2 separate regions of the Mus musculus genome follow, and region 1 is linked to region 2. A link is a contact called in public Hi-C data. All regions are on one chromosome and are shown on one strand. Each heading gives the region's core, a stretch centred on a gene start, on an enhancer-like site or on the middle of the called end of the contact. The rest is flanking DNA. Distances are from core to core; before and after follow the strand shown. Region 1 holds the start of Sfrp4 (secreted frizzled-related protein 4). Region 2 has its middle 19 kb from the start of 9330199G10Rik.

Evidence for each region. Hi-C and Micro-C count contacts between places; a contact is called where the count stands out from the background.
Region 1: a contact with region 2 is called in a Hi-C map of embryonic stem cells, with 4 times the contacts expected there. The contact joins the promoter of Sfrp4 here to the enhancer-like site in region 2. A contact is called at or near these places in 4 of 39 promoter capture datasets (embryonic stem cells, epiblast stem cells and stem cell-derived epiblast-like cells), 2 of 15 datasets of contacts at CTCF or cohesin (embryonic stem cells and stem cell-derived epiblast-like cells), 51 of 484 Hi-C or Micro-C datasets (the C2C12 cell line, the G1E-ER4 cell line, MC3T3-E1-derived osteoblasts and 12 more), 20 of 115 datasets of contacts at active chromatin or transcription factors (the 230-238 cell line, bone marrow-derived macrophages, embryonic fibroblasts and 5 more) and 3 of 9 other capture datasets (embryonic stem cells, macrophages and pancreatic islet).

What each region holds. Positions count from the first base shown.
Region 1 is chr13:19,621,159-19,626,686 of GRCm38.p6, forward strand. It overlaps Sfrp4 (secreted frizzled-related protein 4), which reads left to right and starts at 2,017. Exons shown (of 6, transcript NM_016687.3): 1 at 2,017-2,719; 2 at 3,870-3,950; 3 at 4,036-4,101. The coding sequence starts at 2,275.
Region 2 is chr13:19,521,148-19,526,485 of GRCm38.p6, forward strand. It overlaps the pseudogene Gm18363. Among named protein-coding and RNA genes, the nearest start is that of 9330199G10Rik, 19 kb to the left of the region's middle. Within about 2 kb of position 2,719, at least 3 of the 459 cell types and tissues checked have an H3K27ac peak or open chromatin away from gene starts, as enhancers often do. A contact at or near this core is called in embryonic stem cells, where this site is marked.

The DNA of each region.
Region 1 (5,528 bases), core at 767-3,266, 99 kb after region 2:
GGTCAAAATCCTGAGAGCAGCAGGCATGTAGGAGGGGAGAAAGGAAGAATAGGGAGCCCAAATGGGAGTCACCCCAGAGAAGCACCCAACTAGAGGACAATGGCTTTAGTGCTAAAGCTGCAAGCCTTTTGGGAGGGCAGGAAGAGGAAGGACAATTGACAAGAATTTTCGGACAAGTCCCTCTGCTCTGTATAACATTATGAAAAACAGGGACAGACTGACTATCGGTGGGCCTGATAGGTAGAGTTCCACATTGAAGGTAGCTTCCTTAGGCTGAGTGTGAACTTGGAGTGAGCGCAACAATGAGCTCTACCCCTCTGTCCCAAATTCCTGTCTTAATAGTTTCCTTCTTTTAGTTCTTTTCTTGTTTTCATTTAGTGTTGGGAGGAACCTAGGGTCTCATCTATACTGGGTTGGAGAAAGAGGTGGGAAGTTTTTATCCCTCTGTCTGTCTCTGTCTCTGTCCTTCTGTCTTTCTATACCCCCTCTCTTCTCATTAGAAAGTTAATCTAATGATCTTTTTTGCTCAGTGTGTGTGGTGCGGGGAGGGGGGCGGTAGACTAGGTTTGGGATTTCACTACCAGAAAAGGCATGAGGTGCCTTTTGGCCACCCCCTTCTGCTTGATATTTTCCTATGGCATTTGGCATCTTTGGGACTTGAGACCTATTCAGTAGGAAAGCAGAATGCCTTTATGGATTGCTCGGGATGAATAGGTACTTTACACAGATCTAAATAGTATCTGATCTCATAGGATCATTAATGTCTTCATAGTGTTTGTCTCTATACCTTACACAATAAGGATGACAAATGCAGTTGTGGTTTTTTTGTTTGTTTGTTTTTTGCTGTTTTTGTTTTGCACAGCTGTTTTAATCCTCAGTCAGATTCACACCTAAGCTAACTTGTGGGCCTCAGCGTTGGAGGGAGAGGCAAAAGAACTTCCTTTAACCCAGGTTTCAAGCTCAACCATACCTTTAAAGATTAACACTCAGAGAACATGTTTTCTTATTGTCAACGATGAGAGCAAGTTTACATCGGAAGTCTTGCTTTCTGATTGGCAGGCATTTGGTGTAAACTTGCAACAGTAACAGCTCTTTTCTGTGAACCAGCATTGATTTTCATGTCTCTTTCTAAAGCAAAGAAGAGGAAAGTAAACATGCACGCTCGCTTTCCAAAGCTAGTGAGTTCTTAGTCAAGTAAAATAACGGGCAATTTAGCAAAGATCACGCTGGTGGATTGGGAAAATCTTTCAGCATGCAGCATCTCAAGTTATCTTTGTTTTCTTCTGTTTTCCAGTCATGTTGGGCTCAGAAATTAGTATTTTAGAGAAAGTAGCGAATAGAGAAACTCCTCCAACACAGAGATGCTCTTGCACCCCTGGGCAGTTCCAAGTTCCTGGAGCAGTCACAAACCAAATGCCTGGTAAAAATCTGAGCCAGAACTAAGTCTAGTGGCCACAAAACAACATCAGTAGCAACAATAGCAAACTCCGCACAACTCAGGGTGGTCTAGGGAAGGCTTATATAAACTGCCAGTGCTAGTTCCAACACCTACTGTGCTAGGCTTTCCCTGATCCACACTGCCCTCATAGCTGAGGCACCTCTCTCGCCCCCTATGGGAAAGGAAAAACAAGTGTTTCGAAATGAAAGGGCAACAACAGGGTCACGTTGCTCCAGTTGCTCCAACTCTGAACTTAGGGAAACTTTAAGGCCGACTTAGCAAAGTCTCCCCTGCACAGGCTTTTATCCAGAGTCCCAAATGGCTGAAAGCAAGATGCTCCTTTTCTTGATCTGAAGAAAAAAGACTAGCTGACGAAAAAAAGGATGGACTTTGGGGGGAAATGCAGAACTATGGCCCTTGGCTGTGGAGCGGCCGAGATGATGTCATCGCTTCTGCAGGAGAGGCTGGGGGTGGAGCAGCGGAGTGGGAGCCGGCTTTGCTCTCGCCGCTGCCAAGGCTGCTGAGCCCACGTCAGGGGACGCGTCTGGATAAATAGGGTTCCACAATGGCCGTGGCCCGCTGCGCTCCGAGCTGCGGGACTCGAGACTGGAGCTTCCCGCGGGGGTCGTTGCTCTGGAGGCTGAGTGCTGGCGCTGCCAGTGCCGGTGCGCCCAGGGGTGATCGACGGCCAACCCCCCAGAACTCCTCATCAGTGCAGACTGGAGCTCCAGCAGGAAAGCTCACTCCACTGCCCCTAGGTAAAGAGATAAGGAGGTCAACGGGGCTGGAAGAAAAGGGTCCTCCCAGCAGAGACTGCAGCCCAGGAGGACAGTGCCATGCTCCGCTCCATCCTGGTGGCGTTATGCCTGTGGCTGCGCCTGGCGCTGGGAGTTCGCGGAGCGCCCTGCGAAGCTGTGCGCATCCCCATGTGCAGGCACATGCCCTGGAACATCACCCGGATGCCCAACCACCTGCACCACAGCACTCAGGAGAACGCCATCCTGGCCATCGAACAGTATGAAGAGCTAGTGGACGTGAACTGCAGCTCTGTGCTGCGCTTCTTCCTTTGTGCCATGTACGCACCCATCTGTACCCTGGAGTTCCTGCACGATCCCATCAAGCCCTGCAAGTCTGTGTGCCAGCGCGCACGTGACGACTGCGAGCCCCTCATGAAGATGTATAACCACAGCTGGCCAGAGAGCCTGGCCTGCGATGAGCTGCCGGTCTATGACCGTGGAGTTTGTATCTCTCCAGAGGCAATAGTCACTGACCTTCCAGAAGGTAAGAGAAGAGGAGGTATCAAGGAGGCCAAGAGATTCTAGGGAACAAACACACTCGCATGAGAAGCAGATGGTGTCTGCTTAGAGCCCACCAGCTCCTGTCCCAGCCTTGGGGGAGGTGAAGGGCCCAGAAGTTTATCTCTCAGGGATTTCTCAGGGGAGAGAAACAGCTCCCTGAAGGACATGGAGAATAAGGTTGTTGGAGAATAACCCATTTAAGTGTCTAATATAAGGTAAATAAAGGAAACAATAGCTTAAGCAAAGAAAGCTGGTGCTTGAGACAGTCCCAGCACGTGGTGGCTAATATGTTCTCATTCCATGCTGACCGGGAGTTCTTTCTCGAAGAGCAATAATAGCTCCGGCTTCCCACCCGGCGGCGTAAAGTTTGTAAATGTAGTCGCCCTGGTTAAACTCCACTCTGTGCCTATGTTGTGGTCACTGAGCAGAGCCCTGTGGCATGTTGGTTAATCTGATCCTGTGTCACTTCCTCCGTTATTTTCTTTTATGCTGTTTTACTGTTACTGTTGGAAGGGACACTACGAATTCATTTCTTGAAATGAAACCTGAGAACATTATTGCATTATTTTATTGAGGCTTCCCCTAAGTCAGATCATCCTCTATTTAAAGAGGCTGCGCCTAGGATATGAGTTAAAGGGGGTGGGCGTGATTTATCAACCTTGCTTTAAACGGTTCTCTTATTTGGAATACTAGAAAAAAAGTTCACATTAGACAACTGCTTCAACTTTGTTAAGCCTGGAAGTTATGCTTAGTACTGTTGACAATGCAGCTGTGGGCTGTTCCTGCACTGCAGTGGGAGGTAGCAGCGTGGAAACAGGCTGGTGGTTCTAACAGAAGACTTGGAACAGCAGTGTCAGGGTGCTCAGGGAAGGGGCGAGGAGACTGCTCCAGGTTAGTGTCATGGATGTTCATTTGCATCAGATTCTGCTTGAGTCAGCAAATTCTTGACTCAAAGACTCTTTTCCTTAGGCCTGAGTTGTAGTGAGAAAGGTAGGTAACAATCACATTATTTTTACTACGGCAATACTGTGTTGGATGTTTGTATTGGCTCGTAGCCTCCAATGGTTCCTATTCCACGTGAATGAGGAGACCCAGGCATTGACTACATCCCTGAGGCCCTGTTTGTGTTTCAGATGTGAAGTGGATAGACATCACACCAGATATGATGGTGCAAGAAAGGTCCTTTGATGCTGACTGTAAACGTCTGAGCCCTGGTGAGTTCTGTCCTCGGGCTTCCTCTGCTCTGTGCGCAGAGTGATGTCCTTTCCCCACTGCCCATGGACTTTGTGTCTCTTTCAGATCGGTGCAAGTGCAAAAAGGTGAAGCCGACCCTGGCAACATACCTGAGCAAAAACTACAGCTATGGTGAGTTTTCTGATAACAGCATTTGCTTTGGGGACTTGGCACAGCAAGGCACTGAAATCGCACGAGACTGGATATAGTAGTCAAGAAGGGGTAATGGATGGGTAATTACATGGTTTCCGGACCACTCAACAACCATAAAGTGTCTTTGCTGGGTTAATGAAAGCAAGCACAAGATAAATAATTCACATAAAAAACTGACCTCAGTGAAAACTGCTATGCACAGAGTGGTCGAGACTGCCGCTCCGTTTCTCAGGTTGTTCCCTTACAGGAAGGACAGGGCTTTGGACCAGGATTTGTTTATCTGAAGACCAGAGGATGAAGATATGACCATGTGCCTTTTTCTTCACCAACAGCTACAGATGCTTAGGCATCCTCTCTTTTACTTGAACAAACCATTTAGTACTTCCTCCAGAGGGAAAAAACAAAGCCCATGCTATTTTAAAAGTTTTGAGTACTTTTAATTCTCTATCATCATTTGGAAATACAATTCTCTTATGTTCTTTAAAGATTTGTACTTGAGATCAGAAATGATTCAATTGCTTGCACTGGCACATATGTGCACACACCCACATGACACATACATACACTATACAAACATATACTTGAAAAGAAGAAAAAACAAATCAAGTGCCTCCTTGGGCTATTTAGTATTTTATTGAATTTCTAAACTTTTAAATTTCTCCTAAAATAACAAGGACAAAAAAGTAACAGGAAAGATATATAGTTTCTTCATCAACTTGGTTTTCATATTTTAACTGATACATGATTTCAGTAGAATATTTAGATTATTTAGAAAGTAGGAGAGATATGGAGCTCTTGGGAAATAACCTGTAGTTAGGTTGTCAAACTTTAGAGTCATGAATAACCAATGTGGATAATTCAATTACAGAAAAAATCTTTTTCTTCCAAATAGGTTATTTTCCTGAAACATGTTCTATGTGGATATTACCTTACTTTGTTCTGCTTAGTGCTTCATCTGCCAGGATCCCCGATAGGTCCAACCAGAGTTTCTCTGCTACTATTATCTCTGGGGTGCCATGCTGATAATGAATTGTTCATTTGGTATGCTTTTGGCTCCTCTTCAAGCAGCTTCTTATGGTGCAATTCAAAACAGTCTTGTTTTGGGGCTGATCTACAACTCCGCTAGAAGCACTAAGTAGTAGCAAGATCCAAATTTGAAACTTAAAACTTGATCAAAGCTGGTGACCTGAGCATCCCCCTGTAATAGTACCTCATCCCTACTCCTTGGAGCTTGTATTGTCGTGCTACCTTAGTGAACTGAGGACAGCAACTTTTAGAGTCCTTGTAGTTGGAATATGTTAATATTGGGTTTCAGGCTGTCCAAATATCTAGAAATGAGCTCAGCCTGAACTATGAGAGGATTTCTGGTGATTAGATAAAAGCCAGCATTCCCTAGGGACCTGGCA
Region 2 (5,338 bases), core at 1,469-3,968:
CTCAATGCACTCCATGGTGAGCACAGGCTGCACACACACTCTTGGACACAAAATAAATAAATAAGTATAAGAACAATAAAAATAAAAGGATACAGAATGTGTTTAGATAGTATATAAACAGCTGATAGCAGTTAACAAAACAATAAAGGCATATAGTTATATCAGGAATCACACTCAGGTGAATGGCTGAAATCCACTCTGATTTATTCTTTCTGTTAGCTGTATCACACAGCCAGTCAGAGGTCAATTGTTAGCATCAGAATATTAAACTTGAAAGGACCTGATAAAATGAGTGTGCTGGTTCATTTTTATTACCAACTTAACATAATCTAGAGTTATGTGAGAAGAGAAAACATTAGAGTTCATTGAAGATCAAACTTTGATCAAACCTGGCTCTGATGGGGTCTGTGAGAGACAGTCTTGCTCGATGATAGGGCTGTGTAGTATAAGAAAGCTAGCTGAGTATGAGCCAAACAGCAGACCAGCAGGCAGCATCCCCACATGGTTTCTCTTCTAGGCATGTCTGTTCCAAGTTCTTGCTTGGAGTTCCTGCCCTGACTTCCCTCCTTGATGGAACTGTAAATTGAAATAAGTCCTTTCCTCCATAGGTTGCTTTTGCTCACAATGTTTGTCCAAGCAATAGAAAGCAAGCTAGGACAACGAGCAAAGCTGAAAGTTAACATGTCACTATAGATGCCACCTCTGCAAATGAGCAAGCATGTTTCATATAAAGAACTCAAAGTTCTTAGTAACTTCTCTAATTAGTCAGTGCTTCATAAAAGGGCGAGGCTAACAGGTATATCTACTTTTGTCCTGTGAACTGGACAAGCTTTAGAAGGTAAACCTTTTCCAGGGGTAGTCCAACATTATTGTCTGTGTGTATTTAATACAGGTTATATTTAAGGATATATTCTACCAAGAGAAGTGCACGTTGCATGACTCTGTGTATCCTGTGTGACCTGAATCAGATCACAAGGGTTGTTAACATAAAGTGGTGTCATATAGATACAATTAAGACAACAAATCACTAAATTGGATAAAGGCCTTTATGCCAATATCCCAAATATTAGAACTGTTTCCATCTACTTCAAGCCTAATGGAATGAGATTGGATGGGAAGAAAAGGAGACAAATATAGAACTGTTAGTTCATTAATAGGATCTCTGGCAGTGAGTCACAAAATTATTTCCTGACTTGAGTACAGCATTTGCCTCACTTGTTTTTTTGTGCCCTCCCATTCTGCACTAGACACTTTGGTTAGGGTCTGCCATTCAGAAAGCATCACATATATGGTGATGCTAAAGGGCGGCTGATGCCAGCTTGTTGACCTGAGACAGTTGCTAGAAGTCTATGCTTAGTGTAATCATGATACACAGGAAGAGCCCATGTATATGAAGCCATTCACAACAGAACGCAGTGTTTCCACCTCAGTCATCATTGTCATCTGTGACTGTTTTCATGCTGCCTCTTGAATGATAGAGAAAAGAAAATTACATGTTGCTAATGAGCAATGAGGAAAAAACCGAAGAACCAAGAAACATAAGTTTTCTCAGGCCTGAGCCTCTGGGGAGTCCTTTAATGTCTGTAGTGTGGTGTGGAATCTATCAGCCCAAAGACAAAATGACAATGATGAGCCCTGCCGAGACTGTCAGAGCAAGGAAGGGGGAGTAGGAAATCATGTGAACTCTTACCTTTGTCTAAAAAGCAACCACACTCAATTTTCCAGTGAACTATTTTGTGGATATGAAGAAGATGACTTTAAATGTTTTATGTAGAGGGACAGATTACACCAAAGCCAACCCAATACTGACAATTGCTATAAATGCAGGATTTAAGGCATTAAACAGGTTCTGGAGGTAAGTATTAGAACTACCAGACAGAAAGGTGGGAGAACAGTATCTGTGATTTAAATACACAGCATTTAACTAGTAGCATCAAGCATACTCAGTATTCCGTGGTTAATCAGTCACGTTTGCGTGATAATTCTAACCATAGAGACTTTTATGGACTATAGAAATATGAAAACTTCCTTCTTATTTTGTGAACCCGATATAATAAGAAGATTTTTTAACTATCATGTTGGGCTGTTTAAGATAGAAAGTTAGCAGAACCAGGCATGGCGGCGCACGCCTTTAATCCCAGCACTTGGGAGGCAGAGGCAGGCGGATTTCTGAGTTCGAGGACAGCCTGGTCTACAAAGTGAGTTCCAGGACAGTCAGGGCTACACAGAGAAACCCTGTCTGGAAAAAAAAAAAAAGAAAGTTAGCAGAAAGTGTTAGACAATGAAGGCTCCAAAATGTGTCTCATAAAGATGCTTTTCCTTGACGAAAATGAGATAAACTGCTTGTAGAGAAGCTTTTCCTCAACATGATAAGAAACACTCCTAACCAATCTTCTACAACACACTTTGAATAATACTGGAGACACTCCTATTAAAATTGGGTATAAGCTGAGAATATAGGCTATGACCACAGCTTCACTACGATTTAATGGTTTTGAGGGGCTCATGGACTCTTCATAACTGTGGAAGTGAACCTCGCCACCACTATGTACCAACTTATGATTGTGTAGTCAAATTATTACAGAGAAGCTCTGTTCTCCTTAAGCGAATTCTCTGATCTCTCAGGGCTTTCTGAAATGTTCGAGGTGCTCTGCTCAGGATGCCCCTGGAGTACAGCAAGGATGCTTCCAGAGGACAGTGGGAGGGACTTGTTGTAGCTTCAGTGTTATGGTAATGATGTTTGCCTTTGCATGTTACAGACACTCCAGGTTCTATTGGTGCCTGATTAGAAAAGTCCCCATATTACTAGACCCACATTGGAATTGGGACTCTGTATCACTAGTTCTCATGGTGTTAGTTGTAGGACGTGTTGGAGACATGGAAACAGTTGTAGGATAATTTTTGGGGGAAGCTCAATGTGTCTTTCAGTATCTTTACATATGGGGAGTCTGGCGGGGCAAAGTGGACTTGAGAAGCAATATCAGTAGTGGGGCAGAGAATGTGATCTTTGTGTTAGGAGCACTTGGCTCAAGATCATCCAGTATTTGCCATCAAATATTGAATAAGTGAGTTACGCCTTTTCTCAGATTTCTGTTGGTCTAAAAGCTGCCTCAAAACAAAAACAAAAACAAAACAAAACAAAACCCCTCCAGGATTTAATGGGATGAAAAGCCTCTTGTAATTGAAAGACGGTATTTCTGAAAAGGCAGGAGGCTTTCATGTCTGACATTTTGTATTTTATCACTGTAATGCTATCAGACCGTTCCATTACCTAGTAGTCCTGGGTCAGAGCTGGAATTGCTGAAGCTGATACGGCTTGCTGTGTAAGGCCAAGGGGCTACATGGCCTGGGATCTGCAAGTTATGGTTGGGTGGGGGGCGCCTTTTGGTTTACCAGAAAGTCTAAGAGTATAATACTAAAATATTCACAGGTCGAATCAAAGACACCGAAACCATCATGGCTTTCTGCCATCACTTTGTTTGCTGTAAGGACTAATGCTCCTTCAAAGGGCAGCAACGATGATGAAATAGTAGCTGTCCTCATCTGTATGGTACAGAAGAACTTTCCGCTTCAGCTCTCTCAACTCTGAATCTCACACTAAATTCCTGATAGCTCCTTACTGCACACTGGGTTTTAAGAGCAGAAGCAGACCTGCAGTTGCAAGAGTGGGCACCAGTAGGTCTCTTTGCAGAGGAAACTAAGGACGCACAGAGTTTAGTAAAAGTCATAACATAAAGAAGATCTCGTTTTGAATGGAACCATTCCCTACATTAACATGCCAATTTTTACTTTACCATCTCAGCAACCATGTCAACCTAATTTCCCCTACAACTACCAATGGAGCAAGATGCATTGTGGCATACGACCGAAGAGAACTTTTTACAAGGGTTTGCCTTAGTCTGTCTGAATGATAGACCAGGTCCTTGAGGCTCCTGTCAATTGGACTGCTCTTAACACCTACTCTAATACATTGTCTTTCAGTCACAGACAGAAGAATTTGATCATGAAATGTTTGCAGGGAGCGGTGAGGGCAAGCAGTCAGAAATGACTTCAAGGTCTATGACAATTTTACCTTTAGGAACTTTCTAAATAAAGAATGATTATCATAAATAATATTAATGATAAAATCAACCAAGCTGATTGTAGATAGCATTGAGCTTTGTATAGTTTGGCCAAAGTTAAAGTCTGGAAACATGTTTACAGCAATTGAAACTTTGATATGTTTGGCCATTATTTTATCCTGTGGTGACATGTTTTTTTCAGTTGGTTTTAATCATTTTAAAACAAATATGCACATAAAGTTAGTATTTACACTGTAAATGTTACTTTGTACAGTTCTGATAAATTAGTAAAATTACTTTATTTTAATTTCAGCATCACTACAAAAGATAGTTTAACTTCAAAATGTTTTACGTACATTGCAAGTTATTTTTAACATAACAGTTGCACTCTATGTTAAATATTGCAGCATTTCCCCTGTACCATACAGAACAAAATAATGTTCTGCGTTGGGAGACTGAGAAAGCATATGAAGATTTATTCTTGATCCCAGGGAATATAGCTCACCAATGAAGAGTTTCACAGTATGGGAAAGCCTTGGGTCCAAAACACAGCATGGTAAAAACTTAAAATAAAAGATTCATTTTTAACATAATGGAAAATTTTAAAAAGGGTATGTTTGTGTGGAGACTGTGTTATTTAAAACATAGTTGGGGGGGGGGTGCGGGTTGCTGAAGTTTGCTGCCAGCCATGCAGTGCTGATGGGTGTTGTGTTCAGCTTTCCCTATCTGCTTCAGTTCACCACTGCGGCTCCAGCCTCGGGTCTGACGTGCCACAGCATGGCTTCCACTTTGCAGGAGCTGCAGAAAACCCAGAAGAGGTCAGAGTGTTGCTGGAAAAGTCCACTAGAAAAAAGACTACGTGATACTCTTACAAGTGAGAAAATCCAAGATTGAGACAGAACTAAAGAACAAGATGCAACAGAAGTCAAAGAAACCGGAACTTAATAATGAAAAGCCAGCTGCTGTGGTTGCTCCTCCTACAACAGGATACACCATGAAAATTAGTAATTATGGATGGCATCAGTCAGATAAGTGTGGGAAAATCTACATTACCTTAACTGGAATCCATCAGGTTCCCGCTGAGAAAGTGAGGTACACTTCCAGAGAGGTAGTTTGATCTTTTGGTTAAAAAAAACCACAAAACAAAAACCTAATGACAAGAATGCTCCATGATTGGGAACAAACTTTTCAAACCTATCTCTGTGGAAAGCAGTTTAAAAAAAACCATCAAGACCGACACAGTCATTATCCCACATAGAAAGAAAGCAGAAAACCCA